2 separate regions of the Capra hircus genome follow, and region 1 is linked to region 2. Evidence: chromatin contacts called from public Hi-C data. All regions are on one chromosome and are shown on one strand. Each heading gives the region's core, a stretch centred on a gene start, on an enhancer-like site or on the middle of the called end of the contact. The rest is flanking DNA. Distances are from core to core; before and after follow the strand shown. Region 1 has its middle 7.5 kb from the start of CMTM6. Region 2 has its middle 57 kb from the start of CMTM7.

What was found. A called contact is a pair of places that touch in the nucleus more often than the background predicts.
Region 1: a Hi-C map of liver shows a contact between it and region 2, with 6 times the contacts expected there. The contact joins two enhancer-like sites. A contact is called at or near these places in 2 of 5 Hi-C or Micro-C datasets (blood and liver).

Annotation. Positions count from the first base shown.
Region 1 is chr22:6,850,107-6,854,415 of ARS1.2, reverse strand. No RefSeq gene overlaps it. Among named protein-coding and RNA genes, the nearest start is that of CMTM6, 7.5 kb to the right of the region's middle. Within about 2 kb of position 2,750, at least 2 of the 5 cell types and tissues checked have an H3K27ac peak or open chromatin away from gene starts, as enhancers often do.
Region 2 is chr22:6,776,199-6,780,789 of ARS1.2, reverse strand. No RefSeq gene overlaps it. Among named protein-coding and RNA genes, the nearest start is that of CMTM7, 57 kb to the right of the region's middle. Within about 2 kb of position 1,684, at least 1 of the 5 cell types and tissues checked has an H3K27ac peak or open chromatin away from gene starts, as enhancers often do.

The DNA.
Region 1 (4,309 bases), core at 1,501-4,000, 73 kb before region 2:
TCACATCTCCCTCCCAAGTAATCCAAGCGTCCTGAATTAAATACCCAACTGATACGGGAGCAAGGAGGCTGAGTTTTGTAGTCTTTTTTCCCCCCAAACACCATGGAGGAATTAAGTGCATGTACAGGCATGCGGAAGCCCTAGAAAAAGGCAGTGCTATGGACAGAGGAGCCTGTTGGGCTGCAGTCCCTGGGGTCTGAGCACTGCTGAGCAACTTCACTTTCACTTTTCAACTTCATGCACTGAAGAAGGAAATGGCAACCCACTCCAGTACTCTTGCCTGGAGAATCCCAGGGACGGGGGAGCCTGGTGGGCTGCCATCTAGGGGGTCACACAGAGTCCCCCTAGAGTCAGACACGACTGAAGCGACTTAGCAGCAGCAGCAGCATTCCTTGGCTGTTGCAGCCCTCTGCTGGTGTAAATGAAATGAGATTGACGATATGATTTGCTTAGCCTCTAGGCTAGTTTTTGTTTTTGTTTTAATTGGAGGAAAATTGCTTTGCAATGGTGATGGTTTCAGCTGTACAACAGCACAGATCAGTCTTAATTATACATATATTCCCTCCCACTAAAGCCTCCCTCCCCTCCCCTATCCTGTCCCTCTAGGTTGTCACAGGGCACAGGGTTGAGCTCCCTGTGTCAGACTGCAGGTTCCCACTTTCTGGCTGTTTTGCATATGGTTATACATGTGTGTATATATGTGTCTCAGTGTTGTTCTCTCAATTCATCCCATGCTCCCTGGGTTGGGAAGACCCCCTGGAGGAGGAAATGGCAACCCACTCCAGTACTCTTGCCTGGAGAATCCCATGGAGGGAGGAGCCTGGTAGGCTACAATCCATGGGGTTGCAAAGAGTTGGACACGGCTGAGCGACTTCACTTCACTTCTCCTTCCTGCAGTGTGTGCACAAGTCTGTTCTCTGTCAGCATCTCTGTTGCTGCAGATAGTTCATTAGTATCATCTTCTAGATGTTGTATATACGCATTAATAGATGATATTTGTTTTTCTCTTTCTAACTTGCTTCACTCTGTATAACAGGCTCTGCTGCTGCTGCTATTGCCTTCTCCAGTAACAGGCTCTAGATTCATCTAACTCACTGGAACTGACTCATATTCGTTCCTTTTTTATGGCTGAGTAATATTCCTGTGTGTGTGTGTGTGTGTGTGTGTGTGTGTGTGTGTGTGTGTTCGTCTGTCAATGGGCATCTAGGCTGCCTATGTGTGTGTGTGTGTGTGTGTCTGTGTGTGTGTGTGTCCGTTTGTCCGTCGATGGGCATCTGGGCTGCCTGTGTGTGTGTGTGTGTGTGTGTGTGTGTGTGTGTGTGTCTGTGTGTGTGTGTCCGTTCATCTGTCGATGGGCATCTGGGCTGCCTCTGTGTGTGTGTCTGTGTGTGTGTGTGTGTGTGTGTGTGTGTGTGTCCGTTCATCTGTCGATGGGCATCTGGGCTGCCTGTGTGTGTGTGTGTGTGTGTGTGTGTGTCCGTTCATCTGTCGATGGGCATCTAGGCTGCCTGTGTGTCTGTCTGTGTGTGTGTCTGTGTCTGTGTGTGTGTGTGTCCGTTCGTCCGTTGATGGGCGTCTAGGCTGCGTGTGTGTGTGTGTGTGTGTGTGTGTGTGTGTGTGTGTGTGTGTGTGTGTCCGTTCGTCCGTTGATGGCCATCTAGGCTGCCTCCATGTCTTGGCTGCTGTAAATAGTGCAGCAGTGAACAGTGGGGCGCATGTATCTTTCAAAATTGCAGTCTCCTCTGGATGTATGTGCGGGTGTGGGGTTGCTGGATCATATGCTGGGATTTTTTTAGGTCTTGAGGGGCCTTCGCAGGTCTCTCCATAGTGGCTGTTGCCAGCTTACATCCCTGCAGCAGCATCGGAGGGTTCCCTTTGCTCCACGCTGTCTCCACTTTTGATGGTTTTAGATGCTTCACTGATGACCATTGGGACTGACGTGAGGTGATGCATCTTTGCAGCTCTTTTTAAAAAATGTACTTATTTTTGGCTGTTGTGGGTCTTCGTTGCTGCGAGGGCTTTCCTCCAGCTGTGGAGAGCGGAGGCTGCTTTCTGGTTGTGGTGCACGGGCTTCTCATTGTAGTGCCTCTCTCGTTGCAGAGCACGGGCTCTGGGGTGCACGGGCTTCAGTAGTTGAGGCACGCAGGCTCGGTAGTTGTGGCTCACGGGCTGAGTTCCGTGGCATGTGGGTGTCATTCCCTCCCAGGTCAGAAACTGAACCCATGTCTCCTGCATTGGAAGGTGGATTCTTTACCCCTGAGCCGCCAGGGAAGGCCTGGCCTTGTGGTTTTCATTTTCGTTTCTCTGTTAACAGCCGTAAGGAGGGCATGGCTTCCCACTGCAGTACTCTGGCCTGGAGACTCCCCACAGACAGAGGAGCCTGGTGGGGGACAGTCCGCAGAGTTGCAAAGAGTCGGAGACAACTGGGCGACTAAGCACAGGACGTTAATAGCCAGTGGGTTCTCTTTTCCACTACTTTTCTTTTCAGACTGTGTGAATGAAATTTGCCTGTTGAAATTGGCTTCTTGAAAGTCAGCCCTGTTTTGCATTATTCTTCCAAGACCTACTGCAGGACATTTCTTGAGAGTGGGTGCCGATTCCAGCCTCCCAGGGTTGAATAGGAAGTGCCCATGAGCTGCAGGTTTTAAAGTGTTGTTACAGGAAAGGGCCACGAGGCGGCAGCACTTTCCCACATACAGATCTGGTTACCTGGGCAGCCAGACGCTTGGGAAAGTCGCGTTCCCGGGTTGCCCAGGAGAGCGGAATGCGAGAGAAGAAAGGCTCAGGGACCTGTGTGTCATTCCTCCTTCCCTGTTACCTTTCACCCCATGGAGAAATGCCAGGCCTTGCAACACCGCTCTGCCAAGGGTGCTGTGGTCTGTAGGTGTGGGGACTCAGGACGGAGGGTGGAGGTGGGAGCCCAGTACCAAGACGCGAGGAGGAGGGGAGACCAGGTGACTTTACGAAGCTCTTCCAGCCCAGGAGGATCCGCAGATCTTTGGGTGAAGTAGGCTTCCTGTGGCTTTTTGTGGGCCTGCCTGGCTCTCGAGATTGTGGTCCCATCAAGAGGGGAGCGGCAGTACAGGTCCAAGGGGGCTCATTTGCTTGCACATCCTCCGTCAGTCCCATGAGAGTCCTCCAGACGCAGGCCTGCTCGGCCCCAGGGATGTGACGCCCACCTGGGTCCCTGAGGCCTGTGGGGAGTGTGGCTGGCTCTGCTTGACTTAGTTTTTCTTTTACATGAGGTGGAGTCGATCTACAGTGCTGTGTTTGTTTTAGGGCCACTGCCGGCTGACTCACTTGTGCACACATGTAGCTGTCTCGATTTTTGGATCCGTTTCCCATATAGGTTATTACAGGAGAGTTCAGTTGAGTTCCCTGTCCTATACAGTAGGTCTTTCTTGATTATCTCTTCTGTATATAGGACAGTGTATCTGTTAACCCTAACCTCCTAACTCATCCCTCCCGCCCCTGATTTCCCCTTTGAGAATTATGCATTTGTTTTCTAACTCTGTGAGTCTTTTTCTCGTATAAATTAATTCATTTGTATCAATTTTTAGATTCCGAATGTAGGTGATCTCATATGATGCTTGTCTTTCTCAGTTTGACTTACTTCACTAAGTATGATCTTGTCTAGGTCCATTCATGTGGCTGCTGATGGCATCACTTGATCTGTTTTTTTATGGCCAGTATCCCACTGTATATATGTAGCTGCTGCTACTGCTAAGTCGCTTCCATCGTGTCCGACTCTGTGCGACCCCACGGACTGCAGCCCACCAGGCTCCCCCGTCCCTGGGATTCTCCAGGCGAGAGCACTGGAGTGGGCTGCCATTGCCTTCTCTAATGCATGAAAGGAAATGTGAAAGTGAAGTCGCTCAGTTGTGCCTGACTCTCAGCGACCCCACGGACTGCAGCCCACCAGGCTCCCCTGTCCCTGGGATTCTCCAGGCGAGAGCACTGGAGTGGGCTGCCATCGCCGCCTCGGTACATGTGGTGCGCCCTCTTCTGCGGTTCCTCTGTCAGTGGACACTGGTGGCTCCCGTGTCTTGGATGTTGTACACAGGGCCGCACTGAATGTTGGTGCGCCTTTTCAGATTCTGTGTTTCTCTGATGGTAGGTCCAGGACTGGGGTGGCTAGATCATCAACTAGCTTTATTCTTGGTTTGTAAAGAACCTCCTCACACTGTTCTCCAGACTGCACGTTACCAATTTTCATTTTCATCAGCCTGGAAGGAGAGCTCCCTTTCCTCCTCGGGGTCTCTGCATTTATTGTCTGTAGATGTTTTGCTGATGGCCATTCTGACTGGCA
Region 2 (4,591 bases), core at 435-2,934:
ACAGTAGGTCCTTGTTGGTTATCTATTTTTAAAATAGCAGTGTGTACAGGTCCATCCTGAGAGTTCTTGACATTTTATAGATATGACCCTTTGTAACACGCCTTGGACATATCTTCTCCTATTCTGCGAAATATATTTTAACTTTGGTTCTGTAGTTACGTCAAGGTCAGAGATGTTCTCTATCTTCTAAAATACTTAAGGATTTTCCCCTTACGTAGTACTTTGGTCCTCCCTGATTTTTCTGAGTGGGGTGAGTATCTGATACCTACTCCTCGATTGTTTCAGTGAGCGGCTCTGCTCCTGTAACAGACCATGCTGCCTTTTGCCATCTACCAGCTTTATGGGTATGCATGGATCTGCTGCTGACTTCCTGGGGCTATTTTACTATCCCTTGCTAATACCAAGTAAAATTTTATTAAAAATCAAGGACTATAAAAACATTGTTATAGAGGGGGGCAGTCCTAAGATGGCGGAGGAATAGGTCGGGGAGACCACTTTCTCCCCTACGAATTCATCGAAAGAACATTTGAACGCTGAGCAAATTCCACAAAACAACTTCTGAACGCTGGCAGAGGACGCCAGGCACCCAGAGAGGCAGCCCATTGTCTTCAAGAGGAGGTAGGACAAAATACAAAAGGTAAAAAGTGAGACAAGAGTTAGGGGCAGACACCCCTCTCAGGGAGGGAGGCATGAAACAGGAGACGTTTCCAAACACCAGGGAACCCTCCCACCGGCGGGTCTCTGCGGAGTTTAGGAATCTCAGGGCAACACAACTGGGAGGATAGATAAACAAATAAACCCACAGATCATGAGCCTGCCGGCAACTCCCAGCCGAGAAGTAGCCCCAGACGCCCGCATCTGCCACCAGCAAGCGGGGCCGAACATGGAGGCACGGGCTGCATTGCTTAGGGTAAGGACAGGGACTGAGCGCCCTGAGGGCAACCTGAGGGAGCTAACATGACCAACCTAGACAGCATACTCAAAAGCAGAGACAGTACGTGGCCAACAAAGGGCCGTCTAGTCAAGGCTATGGTTTTTCCAGTGGTCATGTATGGATGTGAGAGGTGGACTGTGAAGAAAGCTGAGCGCCGAAGAATTGATGCTTTTTTTTTTTTTTTGAATTGATGCTTTTGAACTGTGGTGTTGGAGAAGACTCTTGAGAGTCCCTTGGACTGCAAGGAGATCCAACCAGTCCATTCTGAAGGAGATCAGCCCTGGGATTTCTTTGGAAGGAATGAGGCTGAAGCTGAAACTCCAGTACTTTGGCCACCTCATGCGAAGAGGTGAAAAAAGACTCTGATGCTGGGAGGGATTGGGGGCAGGAGGAGAAGGGGACGACAGAGGATGAGATGGCTGGATGGCATCACGGACTCGATGGACGTGAGTCTGACTGAACTCCGGGAGTTGGCGATGGACAGGGAGGCCTGGCATGCTGCGATTCATGGGGTCACAGAGTTGGACACGACTGAGCGACTGAACTGAACTGAACGTGAGATAGCAACCCAAACTGTGGGATAGCCAGAGAGAGAAAAAAGAGAGAACTATCCCGTGAAAACCCCTAACCTAAGACACTGCTGGCTGGCTCACAGAACAAAGCACTGAGCAAATACCAGGAGAGCTGGCCGGCTGCAGACCGGCCCATCCCCCGCTGGAGACAGGGAGGCGGGGGCGGGGGCGTCCGGGTGTGCGGGGGCAGCTGGAGCGGAAAAGGGGCATCCTCTACCAAACTGTGAGCAGGCTCCAGTTGCTAACCAAGTCTTCCTGCAACCCTGGATGGCTGACATCCGCCAGGAGGGTCACAGCCAGAGATAGGCTCCCCAGAGGAGACACAGGGCACGCCTGAGACAGGGCTCCCACTGGAAGCCCTCCCACTGCCACCCAGGAAACCGAGGGGCTGGGATGGGGGAGGCGATGGGGAGGCGATAAGACGCACCCCCACCTGGGGAGAGTGCACTCGCCAAGCACCTGGTCACCTGAGCTGCTCGGACCTGGGAAGGGCACAAAACGCAGGCCCAACCGAGTCTGCGCCTTTGTGGAGTATCCGAGAACCTGAACCTGAGCAGCTTAGACCTGGGAAGTGCATGCAACTCAGGGCCCACTTTAGACAGTTGCCCTGCAGAGCAACCTGGAGCCTGAGCAGTGTAGACCGGGAAAGCACACAGGCAAACCCAGTGTGGCCGAGACACTGTGAGCACTCCCGGCAAGTTTGGAGTGTTCCTCCCTCCCCACAGCACGACAGTGAGCCTAAATAAGTGACCACCACCGCCCCCTTGTGTCAGGGCAGAAATTAGACACTAAGAGACCAACAAACAGAAGAAGCCAAAATAAACGGAGGGAACCACTTTGAAGTGACAGGTGCAACAGATTAAAACCCTGTCGTTAGCACCGACTACTTTGGAAGGGGCCTGTAGATCTTGAGACCTATAAGCTGGAACAAGGAACTATCTGAAACTGAACTGACCCCATACTGCCTGCAACAGCTCCAGAGAAATTCCTAAATATATATTTACTATTATCATTTTTTTAAATGTTAAGTCCTCTATTACTCCTTTAATTTTCATTTTTATAACCTACTATTACCTTGCAAAAAAGACCCTATTTTTAAAGCAATATTCATATATATATTTTATAATTTTTGTCATTTTGTTTTGTTTTTTTAATATTGTATTTTTGAGAGTCTAACCTCTACCCTAGATTTTTAATCTTTGCTTTTTGGTATTTGTTATCAATTTTGTACCTTTAAGAATCCAGTCTTCAGTACCCATTTTTCCTTAGGAGTGTGATTACTGGCTTGATTGCCCTCTCCCCCTTTTGACTCTCCTTTTTCTCCCCTAGGTCACCTCTATCTCCTCCCTCCTCCTTCTCTTCTCTACTTAAGTCTGTGAATCTCTCTGGGTGTTCCGGGCTGTAGAGAACACTTAGGGAACTGATTGCTCCTCTTCTCCTCCTGGTCACCTCTATCTCCTTCCTCCTCCTTCTCTTCTCTACTTAAGTCTGTGAATCTCTCTGGGTGTTCCGGGCTGTAGAGAACACTTAGGGAACTGATTGCTCCTCTTCTCCTCCTGGTCACCTCTATCTCCTTCCTCCCTCTTCTCTTCTCCATGTAACTCTGAGAATCTCTCTGGGTGTCCCTCACTGTGGAGAAACTTTTCATCATTAACCTAGATGTTTTACCATCTGTGCTGTATGGATGGAGAAGTCTTGAGGCTATTGTAAGAATAAGACTGAAAGCCAGAGGCAGGAGGCCTAAATCCAAAACTTGAGAACTCCAGAAAACTCCTGACTCCAGGGAACATTAATCAACAATAGCTCATCCAAAAGCCTCCATACCTACACTGAAACCAAGCTCCACCCAAGGGCAAACAAGTTCCAGAGCAAGACATACCATGCTAATTCTCCAGCAACACAGGAACACACCCCTGAGCATTAAAATACAAGCTGCCCAAAGCCATGTCAAACCCATAGACACCCCAAAATTCACTACTGGACACTTCACTGCACTCCAGAGAGAAGAGATCCAGCTACACCCACCAGAACACAGATGCAAGCTCCCCTAACCAGGAAACCTTGACAAGCCACTCATCCAACCCCACCCACAGGGAGCAAGCTCCGTAATAAAGAGGAACCACAACTTCCAGCCTACAGAAAGGCCACTCCAAACACAGCAATCTAAACAAAATGAAAAGGCAGAGAAACACTCAGCAGGTAAAGGAACATGATAAATGCCCACCACACCAAACAAAAGAGGAGGAGACAGGGAGTCTCTGAAAAAGAATTCAGAATAGTGAGAGTAAAGATGATGCAAAATCTAGAAAACAAGACGGAGCTACAGATAGATAGACTCGAGACAAGGACTGAGAAGGTGCAAGAAGACGGAGCTACAGATAGACAGACTCGAGACAAGGACTGAGAAGGTGCAAGAAGACGGAGCTACAGATAGACAGACTCGAGACAAGGACTGAGAAGGTGCAAGAAGACGGAGCTACAGATAGACAGACTCGAGACAAGGACTGAGAAGGTGCAAGAAGACGGAGCTACAGATAAATAGACTCGAGACAAGGACTGAGAAGGTGCAAGAAGACGGAGCTACAGATAGACAGACTCGAGACAAGGACTGAGAAGATGCAAGAAGACGGAGCTACAGATAGATAGACTCGAGACAAGGACTGAGAAGGTGCAAGAAGACGGAGCTACAGATAGATAGACTCGAGACAAGGACTAAGAAGGTGCAAGAAAGGTTTAACAAGGACCTGGAAGAAATGAAAGAGAGTCAGTCAGTAATGAATAATGCAGTAACCGAGATCAAAAGCACTCTGGAGGGAACCAACAGTAGAATAACTGAGGCAGAAGACAGGATAAGTGAGGTGGAAGATAGAACGGCGGAAATAAATGAAACAGAGAGGAAAAAAGAAAAAGGAATTAAAATAAATGAGGACAACCTCAGAGACCTCTGGGACAATGTTAAATGCAACATAGGAGCCCCAAAAGAAGAAGACAAAAAGAAAGGCCATGAGAAAATACTTGAGGCGATAACAGTTGAAAAATTCCCTAAAATGGGGAAGGAAATAGCCACCCAAGTCCAAGAAACCCA